Regions from separate parts of the Pan troglodytes genome. Here region 1 is linked to region 2. The links are chromatin contacts, called in public Hi-C maps. All regions are on one chromosome and are shown on one strand. The core of a region is the stretch at or near the end of the contact, and the rest is flanking DNA. Distances in the headings are between cores, read along the strand shown. Region 1 overlaps LOC107967248 (a long non-coding RNA gene). Region 2 has its middle 410 kb from the start of ETS1.

Evidence for each region. Hi-C and Micro-C count contacts between places; a contact is called where the count stands out from the background.
Region 1: a contact with region 2 is called in a Hi-C map of stem cell-derived neural progenitor cells, with 2.4 times the contacts expected there. The contact joins two enhancer-like sites. A contact is called at or near these places in 2 of 7 Hi-C or Micro-C datasets (blood and stem cell-derived neural progenitor cells).

What each region holds. Positions count from the first base shown.
Region 1 is chr9:130,383,249-130,389,266 of NHGRI_mPanTro3-v2.0_pri, forward strand. LOC107967248 (a long non-coding RNA gene) reads left to right here. Exons shown (of 3, transcript XR_008538175.2): 3 at 2,152-4,552. Among named protein-coding and RNA genes, the nearest start is that of ETS1, 130 kb to the right of the region's middle. Within about 2 kb of position 2,218, at least 10 of the 24 cell types and tissues checked have an H3K27ac peak or open chromatin away from gene starts, as enhancers often do. A contact at or near this core is called in stem cell-derived neural progenitor cells, where this site is marked.
Region 2 is chr9:130,107,270-130,114,049 of NHGRI_mPanTro3-v2.0_pri, forward strand. No RefSeq gene overlaps it. Among named protein-coding and RNA genes, the nearest start is that of ETS1, 410 kb to the right of the region's middle. Within about 2 kb of position 1,357, at least 4 of the 24 cell types and tissues checked have an H3K27ac peak or open chromatin away from gene starts, as enhancers often do. A contact at or near this core is called in stem cell-derived neural progenitor cells, where this site is marked.

The sequences.
Region 1 (6,018 bases), core at 968-3,467, 280 kb after region 2:
TGGACTGAAACCAACATATAACCGTTTGTTTCATACTGGTTAGGAAGCCACCAGGAAGGCCTACCCAAAGTGGTTTTAAACACATACACACACAGTCCTCTCCTCTTAGAGCCAAGAACAGGCCATTACTGATGTGTTAGAAAATCCAGGCTGACCTTCTCAGTCATGAGGGAAGCTCCCTGGGCCCACCAGCAGGCTTTTGCCAAGAATGGGCTCCATCTTGAGCCCACAGCTCTTCCCTAGCTTCCCAGCAGAAGCAAGGGGAGAGTGGAGAAGTCAAACACTTCTTGAACATTGCTTACTATATGTCAAGTTCTACCCTAGACCCTCAATAGAAAGTATTTCACTGATCCTCACAATAGATCAGTGGGGTAAGTGTCACTATTGTTATTTTGAGGAAACTGAGGCTCAGAGAAGTTACCTGTATTCACAAAGTCACATAGTAAACTGAGTGTGTAAACTTGAGTGGTAGAGTCAGAATTTAAACACTGATTTTTATCGGTTGCAAACGTTGGGCTTTTCCCACCACCAGCAGAAATCTTGCTGGCCCTCAGCAAATATTCCTTTACAGCAGTCATCTCAAAACTTTTCTGACCCTATACTCCCATCAGTAAACATTTTTAAGAACCACCTTCAATACAGACATATTTATTTATTTATAAACTCCACGCACTAGCTAATATCTGTTAGCATTGCCTGGTAATATAATACCCTAGAGCACTAATCATCATTAATGACAATAAATATATATCCATGTTTAATGTAGTCTTCATGACTTGGAAAACTTTTTGGCCAGATCTTGTGAAATCTAATTAAATTGCTTTTGTTTTAGCTTCAATACATGGCTGGCAAATAATTTGTTCCAGGAGTAGAAGAAATGATATGGCATTCTTCTTACCTTCTTGGGCATGAATTGCTCCTGCTGTCAACAATCTCCGGTTTCCTTACAGAAGAAGTTTTAAGACACTTTTCCATTTTGTAAAAGTGATTCGGTTAAAATGGGATAATATGGTTTGTAAATCGACTCACTGTGTTTATGCAAGACCATGGAATACTATGCACCCATATAAAGGGATGAGTTCATGTCCTTTGCAGGGACATGGATGAAGCTGGAAACCATCATTCTCAGCAAACTAACACAAGAACAGAAAACCAAACACCACATGTTCTCACTCATAGGTGGGAGTTGAACAATGAGAACACATGGGCACAGGAGGGGAACATTACACACCGGGGCCTATCAGGGGGTGGTGGGCTAGGGGAGGGCTAGCATTAGGAGAAACATCTAATGTAGATGATGGGCTGATGGGTGCAGCAAACCACCATGGCACCTGTATACCTATGTAACAAACCTGCACGTTCTGCACATGTATCACAGAACTTGAAGTATACATATATGTCTCAAAAAAAAAAAACCACCATAATATGCTAAAAGAGAAATCAGGGCACCAGTAGGACCTCCCCCACCCACCTTGCAGAATTTCACTTTCCTCACAGTGCTTCGCACGGATGCAAATGACTCGTGGGAGTCTGAGGGTACCGGGGTCCATATATACATTCAATATTAGTACATAGAAAAGTAGTTCCCATTTTTAGATTGAAAGTACCTATGAATAGAAGCGCTAATGGTTTCTTCCCTTATCTCGTGTTCTATTCTGCGCAATTCCTGGAGCGGGCAGTCCCCGCCTTGGAGACTCCTGCCTTACAGGAAGGGGTCACATATTCCTGAATTGGACCCCACTCAGATGCAGAAGGCTAAGAGTTTGGATGAGAAAAGTGGGCCAGGGAACGGGGGAGCCGGTGGGTGGGGTGGATGGAAGGAGGTGCCCACTCTGGAGGGCAAGAGAAAAGCACGAAAGCATGGGGCCACATGAGCGCGGCCTTCTGGGCCATCCCCGGTGGACTCTTGCCCAGGGGAGGGGTGCGTCGGCGGCGGCAGCCCAGTTTTCTGGATTTCTTTATTTCTGAGCCCAGGTCTTTCAGAAGCCTCTCTCCTAAATGCTCAAATACCAGAGTAAATGAAAACACTCTGCGGCACAATGATCCCTTAAGGTTTGTTTTCCAAGATGGAAAAGAAAGGCATTTCAGCCTTTTCACGGATAAAAATAACTTGCTGTTGATTTTGAAATCCCTTTCATTTGTCTCCCACAGACCAGCCCCATACAATGGTACTTTGTGCAAGAGCTCTCTGCATGGGCCGGCCGGGCCCCCTTCCCTGCGCCTGCCAACGGGAGGAGACGCGAGGCGCTGGGAGCTCCAGAGTGGGCGAGGACTTCGGGCAGACCCGGCGTTGCTGTTGGACATCATTCAGAAGTCCCCGCTCAGCGGGGGCAGCCCGAAGAGCAAAACAAACAGAGCGAGGAGTAGTGGAAAATGCTGAGTCCTGGAGCTGGCCGGAACGGCCTTCGCCTTTCCACGCCCAAAGCCAGCCGCTCTGCCCACCTGCAGCTGCAATAGCAAGCAGGGCCGCAGCAGGCAGGGAGGCCTTGGCACCAGAGCCCGTCCAGGGCTGGGAAGGCGGGGAACAGACACTCCTCTCTCTTCAGACAGGCCCTCCAGAGTCCTCACCCTGAAGGCTGAGGTCTTTTTCTTGTTCCAGGAGTCCAGTGAAAAAATAGTTCTCAAAAAGGGAGAAAAAGACTTTCTTGAACTGCAGTTTCAGATTTACTAATAGTGTCCATTTACATAGCTCCTACTAAATGTCAAGCACCAACACAGATGAATTGGCAATCACCATGTCAGTCCTGCGAGGTTGGTACTTTTATCCCCATTTCACAGATGAAAAAAGCCAGGCACAGAGAAGTCAAATAACCCAAGTTCACAATGCTCAACAATGGCAGGGCCAGGATTTACAACCTGGTTTAAAATTTAAAACGTAGGATTTAAAACCTACTTTACAGTCTTAAAGGTGACTGCCTTTTCTCTTCAGCTTATTAGATTTCCTCTCTAGGAATACAAGATGTGCAACACAAAGAGAGGAAACTCAAGATGGAGAGTAAAGGGAATGAATGAGAGACAGGAGAATCACCAAGGACTAGAATAATACAAAAGATTTATTTAAAAAGCAGGTGGCCATCGGCCCAGGAGAAGGAGTGTGAGACCAAGGTACAGAAGTGGCAAGAAATGCTGAGCTGGGGCTGGAAGGTACGACAGTACTAGTCAGACAGGCACCTGTTCTGTCCAAAACAGGATTCCAGAAGTAATGTGAAGAGGTCACTTGGCAAAGGGGGCTCACACAGCTCTAGGGGGAAACTGAGGATCAGCAGCTGGAGCAGAGAAATAGAGAAATGAACACCTTCTTTCTTTCCAATTACAGCCGCAGTGGAGGCAGATGCCCAGGGCTCCTAGGAGAGACAGATCGCGATTAGAAGAGAGGGCCTATGGCTGTCATGCAGGGAGGTCTGTCCGTTCCTCTAAGCCAAGAGCTCTTGTCCCCAGAGGAAAGAGGAGAAGGAAGAAAGGAACAAACAAATGAACAGAGGAAGGAATGAAAAGAGAGAGAGAGAAGGAGGGAGGAAGGGCTGGAAGGAAGAAAGGAAGGGGCTGTTTTTTTCTTGTGTTTGGAAGAACAAGCTGCCAACCCTCATTAAATGCATAGGATTGGCTTTAGAGTTACTACACCTAAATTCTAATTCTGTCTCTGTCACCGGTTAGTAATGTGATCTCATGGAAATCACTGGAACACCCTTAACCTGAAACCCAATGTCTATACAATGAGGACACTGGAATTCACCTCTAAGGTTCTCTCTGGATCTAAAATCTACACTCTGATGATACTGAGACCAAGGACAGGGACTTTGATTGTTGCCTTTTCATGCCACCGAAGGTCTACATCCTAGCACAGTGCCCACCACCCATCCACACCGACCAGTCACCCAGGGCTAGTGATTCTGTGTTCTCAACACCTCTCTGATGTGCCATAGCTGCTTCTCTTGTATGCATCTCTTCTGAGCATGAAACGGTTTTCCAACTGGTCTCCCTGCCTCCACCCTTGTCTGGCTCTGATTCATGTTCTGCTCCACAGTCAGAATGATTTTCCTAAGCACAGGTCGGATCATGTGACTTAGCCTGCTGGAAGAGCCTCAGGACTCCACGTCACTCTTCACACAGCCCACAGGGCCCTGGATCATCTCCACACATTCTTGCTGTCCTCTCCTCACACCCACACTCTTTTGCACTCTGTGCTCTAGATCCATAAAACTACTTCCAGTTTCTCCACCAGTGTACACACTTTCTCACCTCTCAGCCTCTGGACATGCATTCCCCACCACTGGAACCTCTTTCCCTCCCCACTTAACTAACTGCTACTCACCTGCAGGCCACACATTCCTTCAGGTTAGGTTCCTCCTATGTGTCAAATCATATTGTTATTTCACTGGATGGTGTTCCCCCTTTGTCTATAAATTGTAATTTACTGGAAGTAGAGTGAAGGAAAAAAAAGTGTGTTTACCTTCTTCCTTATGGTTTCCCTTGTACTGAACCCAATGCCAACCACACGGCAGGTGCTCAAGGGATGTTTGTTATCTGAATAAATTTGCTTGGTGGCGTCACTATGTAGGGCACCTTCTAGATATAACATCTTATAGTTCTGTAAAGTGAGATGTCAGTGACTCTGCATTTTCAGTTTCTAAAAACTGAGAGAGATAAGGCCTTCCACCACCCAGTGATCCAACTTTCTTAGTCTCCTGTTCCCAGCCTAAGCACCATTATTTAGCAGATTCTTGTGTCCATCAGAACTAATAGAAATGATTATCATGATCAATACTGAATCAACTAGAATCGGCTTTAAATCAGGATGCATTCCCTAGAAATCAGATGAAATTTAGTACAGTGTGGGACTAGAGACAGGGCTAAGGGTATCTGGGAAGAGAGAGGTCTGCATTCTAGTACCAGTTCTGTCATTAATGAGGTGACATTGGGCAAGTCCTCTGGCCTCTCTAAACCTTGAATTCATGAATGCCTAATTGAAGAGGTTGCACCAGATAATCTTTAAGGTCTCTTTTGACTCTAAAATGTAGAATTTTAGAATTCCGGCATTTGCTCTTCTTCTCATCATCCTCTAGGCCATTACTGGGTTTAATGAGGAGACTGTATAAAGTATCGTACGACCAACAGGAACTGCTTTGAGTAATTATGCCAGGACAAGGGATGGACTCTGAGACTATTCCAGGTACACCAGGATGTGTGCTCACTCTTATTTTAATTGTCTTTCTTGACTGGGCTTCAGGTTTGGGGCTGTTACTTGTAGTTGCAGAGAGAAGGCTATTTGGAATCTATGATCAGGGCTCTGATCTGAGATTTCACAGAGGCCACACTCATGGGTTCCTAGAGCAGCTAACACATGCCACCATCATGCACATGGCACACCTGGTCCCTTCCTGCTCTAAATGGGAAATCTGTGCCCAGAGTTAGCACAGCCTTCCATCCATACCCTGCTGAGTTCATACACTCACCTCAGCCCACCAGTGTTCCATGATTAGCCAGTGAAGCAAATAAATCCGCTTGGGCTCTCATGCACAGCTCTATGCTATCATGATGAAAACTTGGCCATGGAGAAAACAGATATTTGAATGAAATATCTGTTACCCCTAAACACTGGTCACACTGGTCATTGTCTTCACCGTCATTCTTACCTTGCCTCAAATATGGATAAGCCTCTCACATTACAGGTGCACTGGCTGCACTGTATTTGCAAACTTCCTTATTCCCATGGAAGGCAGAACAAATGGAACAAAGTTGGTCTACCTGAGAAGTAGATTGGCAGAGGGAGTCGCCCAGTTCAATCACACTTGGAGTTTTGAACTTGCCTTCCCCTGAGATCTGTAAGAACAATGACTATTTCTGATGAACACAACACAGTTCCAAAACCATCTGGAAGCTCCCAGTCCCATCTCTTCTTCTAAAGTTAGGAATATCCTTGTTTCACAGAGGCAATCCCAGACCAAACCCAGTACTCATCATTAGCTTTTCAGGTTTGCAAAGACAGTTGCCACTTCTTTGAGTATACCTGTACATGTG
Region 2 (6,780 bases), core at 107-2,606:
TAGAAAAGCCCCATTGTGTCTATGTGACTGAGTTTCTTTCCAGCCAGGAGTTTCGTGGAATAAACATCAAAGCTCCTGCTTGCATTTATGGCAAAGGAGATCACATTCTCCAGCAAACCTTATTCTCTGAGCACCGAATATGTACATCATATTGCGCCAGGGGCCAAAGTGAGAAACGTACATCCCAAGTTCATTCTCCTTGAGCCACCCCTAAAAAAATACACCAAATAAGAGACCTGTGATACCTTCTTGATCATCAGCGTGATGGGATCTTATGCTATTAAGCTAAGACAAGTTCTATAAGCCCAAATTTCTGGTCTCTTTAAATCACCATAGTAGGGTTTTTCTGGTTGAAGTTCATTAAAATATATAACCTCAGAATTTGAATGGACCCAGATGATTACTTACATTTATTTCACTCTGGGTTTTTGTGTCTGTAATGATGCCATGTACTTTACAAATCTTTTCAAATCTTTAAAAGATGTATTATCTTTGCATATTAACAATCCATTGGGTTTGTCCCTAATTTACAAATAAAGAAATAGGCCGGGCACAGTGGCTCACACCTGTAATCCCAGCACTTTGGGAGGCCGAGGCGGGCGGATCATGAGGTCAGGAGATCAAGACCATCCTGGCTAACATGGTAAAACCCTGTCTCTACTAAAAATACAAAAAGTTAGCCGGGCGTGGTGGCGGGCACCTACAGTCCCAGCTACTTGGGAGGCTGAGGCAGGAGAATTGCTTGAACCCAGGAGGCAGAGGTAGCAGTGAGCTGAGATCGCACCACTGCCACTGCACTCTAGCCTGGGGGACAGAGCGAGACTCTGTCCAAAAAAAAAAAAAAAAAAAAAAAGCAGGTTAGAAAAATTTAGTGATTTGTTCAAAATTAATTAATAAAAGACAAAGCCATGGATTTTAATTCAACTATATATGATCCTAGAGTCTGTGCTGTGCCAAACAGTTTTCAAGACCTGAAAAATCATGTCGTCGAGTCTACACACCAAAAGAGATTGTATCAGCTGCCTAACATGCCCACTAAATATTCACTCACTCTCCCAAACACAAGAAACTCACTCCTTTCTGAGGCAGGTCGTTGCATTTTTGAGCAATTTTAGTTATTTGAAAACTCTGATGATCACATTTTCAAAGAATGGCAAAACCTTGATGTAGAAATGAAAGAGATAATTGAAAAAATCCAGGAAATTCAGAAGCCGCGGCTCACAAATTCTTTTGCCCACTTTAATTTGAATGTGTTAGCTCCTGTGAATGACACATGAAGCCGCTGACATTGCAACAGATGGCGCTTTGGAAGAGATTCCTTTCTGAACTGCCTGGCCCTCTTATGGAAATCCTGTGAGGGGCGATCTCTGGTGACCAGGCTCAGCAGGAAGAGGAATGTGCATCCGACCTTGTGCGGAAGGTGTCCCCCAGCTGTTTTTGCAAATATCTGTTTTGTCACAGGGGGTGGCTAGGTCACAAAACCTAGAGTGGCTCATGGCTTCATAGTAATATAAGTCTACCAACCTCCAAGGGAGACTTCAAATCTCATTGCCAAAAGCACCTAATTGCTACATCTACTGAGCCCAGCAGGTCCTATGATAAAATTCAGTGCATTACATACTGACCTAATTCTTATCTATTCCTTTCCCAAACCCTTTTTCCATCTTCCTTTGCCTTCAAAATCAGGAATATGAGACTGTATCCATACAGCATTGCCATGTAAACTACTGGATGCACAGATACATTTGAATTGCAGATCAACAACTCATTTTTTAGTATAAGCACAGGACATGCTCATACTGAAAAATACTTGTTGTTTGTGTGCAATTCAAATGTGACTGGGCATTCTGTGTTTTTATTTGCTAAGTCTGGCGACTCTAACCCATACAACAGCAAATCTATATTTTATTAAAGTATAAATGAGTGCATTATTGTATATAACAGCTGTATTGAACGATTTTTGAATAGAAAAAGTCAAACTATGTTCCAAACATCTTTTAAATCTTTTTATAAGGCCAGGGATCCCTTTGTAATTAGTAAAACGAAAGCACCCCTGGATTTGTATAAACTCAGGTTTCCATACCTCAGATCCGTTTGAAGTGAAGCACTCTCAAATTCCCTCAGTTAGTGATAATGGTGGTCCTTACAGGAAGTACCTTTGTTTCATTCCCTAACATTTGTTTTCCTCACCAAGGTGTTACCATTAACTTTGAATGGGTCAAGTTCATGCTCCCCCAATGCTGCCTCTTTATTGACTTGTCCTGCTCTATGTGGATGAAGAGGCTCCAGAGATCCTAAAGCTGTACTTTGGACATAGCTTAGTGGCAAGCACAGGGAAAAGTGTACAGAGGAAGACAATAGGCTGGAATCGGAGGCTTCCAAAAATAAAATTGATTTTCTTTCTTTAAGAATTCCCAACTTTGTCTTAGGGACAAAGCCGCTGGATTTAGCAATACAAAGCACCCAGTTAAATTTGAATTTCAGATAAACAACAAGTAATGTTTTAATATAAATGTCTTGTGTATTGCATGAGATACCCTTATACTTAAACATTACTCATAGTTTATCTTAAGTTCAAATTTAACTGGCACCTTGTGTTTTATCTGGAAAGCCTACCTGGTAACATGGGGAGCTGCTTGCTGTCCTCAGCACTGAGGTGTAAAATATGTAGGATGACTGGCACAAAATAGGCAATAACAATAGCAACAAATAAACAGTCACAACAGCAGTAGCAGCACTCAACAAACGCCAGCCTGGATGGATTTCCTTTAAGGCCCAGGAAACAGTTTCCAAGTGCTCCTCTCAAGCTGGGCTCTTCCTTTATATTGCCCCCTGCTATGGTTTCAGTGTGTCCCCTCCAAAATTCAGGTGTTGCCTATGTGATGGTTTCAAGAGGTGGGGTCTTTAAGAGGTAATTAGGTTTCTTCATCTGAAAAATGGAATTGATGATGGTAATAGCCTCCCAGCATTCATCCCAGGATATTCATGAGAAGCTTTACCATTCAAGGGCCTTGTGTATGTAAATGATTATGCTACACTTATTTTTCAGGTCTGGTTTCCTCTAATAATAGAAACAATAAACTGTTTGATATTTCTTGGCATCATTAATAAATCAAAAGTATGTTCCCCTTGTGTTCTATATTTTGCAAAATAATGAGGAAAAGAAAGAACAGGGTTACTGAGCTCTTCGTTGGAATTTTCAGGGAGTTTTGGGTAGAAATTAAAACCAAGAGTAATTAAAGCAGCAGTTCACTGACTGAATGATCATCAGACTCAACTGCAGACCAGGTAGAACTTGAACGCCCAGATCCAGCATACACTTGCTGAATTAGGATGTTTTGGGGTGTAACTTGGAAGTGTGTCCTTTGTAAAAGTTCCATAGGTCATTCTGATGATCAGCCAGGCTTGGGAATGACTGATCTAGGTGGAGGATAAATACGGGTTACCTGATCGATGTGACGTCTTAATTAGTAGATACATGTAACAATTGCTCCCTTTTCACCATTTCCACATGCCTTCCTCTCCCAGGAAGAAATGGCCACAACTCACCACTCACAAACCCAGATCTGTTTAGTTCCTTCATTCTTACCATGTTATAATCTGGCCAGCCAGAGGATTTAGGAATTGATTAATTTAGGAATCTAAATTGATAATTTAGAGAGATATCTAGGAGGTAAAAGTCAGGAGGATTTGATAGTAGATTGAAAGTGAAGAGGGAGAAGAAAATGGTAAGGAGAATGACCTGTTTTCTTGTTTGAGCAACAGAGTATGTGAACACATGGATCCTTCTCGGAGAGATGGAATTTAAAACAAGAGGGTGGAGTCAATTGTTTTAGTAGATACGTGTGACAATTACTCCCTTTTCACCATTTCCCCATGCCTTCCTCTCCCAGAAAGAAATGGCCACAACTAAGAAATAAGAAACAAGTTTGGAGATGCAGGCAAAGTCTCTATTCACCCACTCATTCAACTATCCAATTATATCCTTCAGCACTAACAGAGAAAAACCTCTTCAGACACTGGTGCTTTCCACAGCGCTTCTCAGGGGTCAGTCTGGTAATGAGTTTGGGACTTCAAAACATGCCATGCAGCCAGGCAAACTGCTCCTCTATAGTAGTCATGAGGACCTCCACACTCCTGAGCCCAACAGACATCTTTCAATTCTCATGGTACCTGACAACTGCATTGCGTTGGATAGGGTTCTTTCCATTCTCCTGGTTTATTTTCATTTCTCCAAATATAGTTCTTTTTCCCTATCATGTCCTCCACCAATTTGACCTCTTCAGTTGGAATTCCTCAAGCCTCAGTTTGGAGCCCCCTTTTCCTCTTTCTATGCTTTCTCTCAAAACATTTGACTCCACACTCTTGTTTTAAATTCCATCTCTCTGAGAAGGATCCATGTGTTCACATACTCTGTTGCTCAAGAAAGAAAACACGTCATTCTTCTTGCCATTTTCGTCTCTGTCTTCACTTTCAATCTACTACCAAATCCTACTGACTTTTGCATCCTAGATAGCTCTCTAAATCATCAATTTCATTTTGTTTCTACCATCATCATCCAAACCCAAGCCACAGCCAGTACTCACCTGGCTCCCAAAGGCTATCTTTGCTTCCACTTCATCATCCAAACCCAAGCCACAGCCAGTACTCACCGGGCTCCCAAAGGCTATCTTTGCTTCCACTTCATCGTCCAAACCCAAGCCACAGCCAGTACTCACCGGGCTCCCAAAGGCTATCTTTGCTTCCACTCATGAAACTCCCATCTTGCCCCTGTTTTCCAAGAAGTAATTAAAACAAATGTTTAAATATTTAAATCATGTTTTCTCTTCTACTTAAAATGTCTAATTTAGTGGCTTCCTTGCATACTTAAAGATATAACATTCTTAATAGAAATCCCAAAGCCTCCATTTACCCCGCACTTAATTGACATTTGCAGACTCACCCTATACCACCTCCTCCCTCTCGTCAGGCTGTAGACACACCGGCCTTTCTAAAATTACTGACATTCACCAAGATCTATTCTCTAATCTGCTATGGACTCTTTCTGAAATTCCTTTCCTCCTCTCTGGAGATCATCTCTACCCCTTCTTCAGGTCTCATATTTAACAGTTCTTCCTCAGGGAAACCTGTACTTCTCTGCCTGTACTATACTTTCCTCTTAACAGATATCATTCCCAGACTCATACACATATATATATATATATTTTTTTGAGACAGAGTCTGCCTCTGTTGGCCAGGCTGGAGTGCAGTAGCATGATCTCAGCTCACTACAACCTGTTCCTTCTGGGTTCAAGTGATTCTTCTGCCTCAGCCTCTCGAGTAGCTGGGATTACAGATATGCACCACCACTCCTGCCTAATTTTTGTATTTTTAGTAGAGTTGGGATTTCACCATATTGGCCAGGCTGGTCTTGAACTCCTAACCTCAAGTGATCCATCAGCCTCGGCCTCCTATGGTGCCAGGATTACAGGCATGTCCCACCATGCTCAGCCCCACACTCATATTTTTATATGTGTGGCTCTCTATTTAATATGTGCTTCCCCCACTTACTGTGGACTCCCTAAAGCATGGAACATATTTGTTGGCTTACCACTGTGAAATTAACAGAAAACTGGTGCTTATGAAATACTCATTGAATATTTGTTATATAAATGAACTGATATATGAATAAATGGAGGAAAAAGAGCCACTCCCCATCTTTTACTCCTTCTCACAGTATTGCATGTTTGGCTTGCATTTCGAGATTTTGCTTTCTTTCTATCTGAGGTGGTTCTCCCAGGTCCAATTATACCTGAGCTTCCCCTGCTTCTTTTGCAGCTCTGGCCAAGCCACTAGATTCCTCTGAATGTTAATCAAGCCATCTGGAAAATAGGGCATGAAATTGTATGTCCCTGACTAGCAGCAGATGCAGCAACTGAGCTGAGCTGTGTTTCCTTTTCAGTAACTAATTGCACACATGCTGCAATATAGAGAAAAACATTATAAATCAATTAGGCTATTACAGCAACATTGTGCTCTGTAACTAGAGAACTAGGCCTTGTGTTGCATAGTGGGAGACAGGAGCACCTGATTCTCCTTGCAATGGCCTTGGATAATTACTTACATCGTTGCATTTGATTGTCTCACCTCCAATGTAGGTTTCCAGGAAGATTTGTTTACTGATCTTTCTTAAGGGATTTGATTTCCTGGGTTGGCAGGTGTCATGTTGCTGGAGGAAGACAGTGGCTTAAAAGTATTATTGAATAAAACACACATGTAAGTGTTTGATGCTCATGCTGTCTTCAACAGTCAAGGTCAGAGCTTAGTTGGTGCTTTGGGCCAGAGTTACAGGAGCAAGGGGAAAGTGAAACCATGAAGTAGCTGTGGAGTTGGCAATGTCCCCAAATGCCCAAGGCTTAGGAGACATTTATATGGGCATAATAGAAATCAGATGAGCTGGATTTTGGGGAGGTGGAGAGAGGGAGAGTGGAGAGAGGGGACTGTAAAAGGTACTTAGTATTCTCTATTTCTCCTCCTTGCTGTCTTTAACTTTCATGGGAAGTGAACTTATAGAGAAACTTATAAGTGAACTCGAATGTGCTTCTGGAGATAAATCTTTCACATTTTTACAGTCCACAGAGGAGGGGGTAGGCAAGAGAAAGAGGCCAGAGTTTTACTAAAGATAAAGGAAATTTTGTAAAAGAAGGTAAATATGGATTTTAGAAGAAGCCTCTAATACAATTGTTGGATATTCAACGAGTTTGTTGGAAATTTGCAAAGCTCATCTGGATAATTTGGATG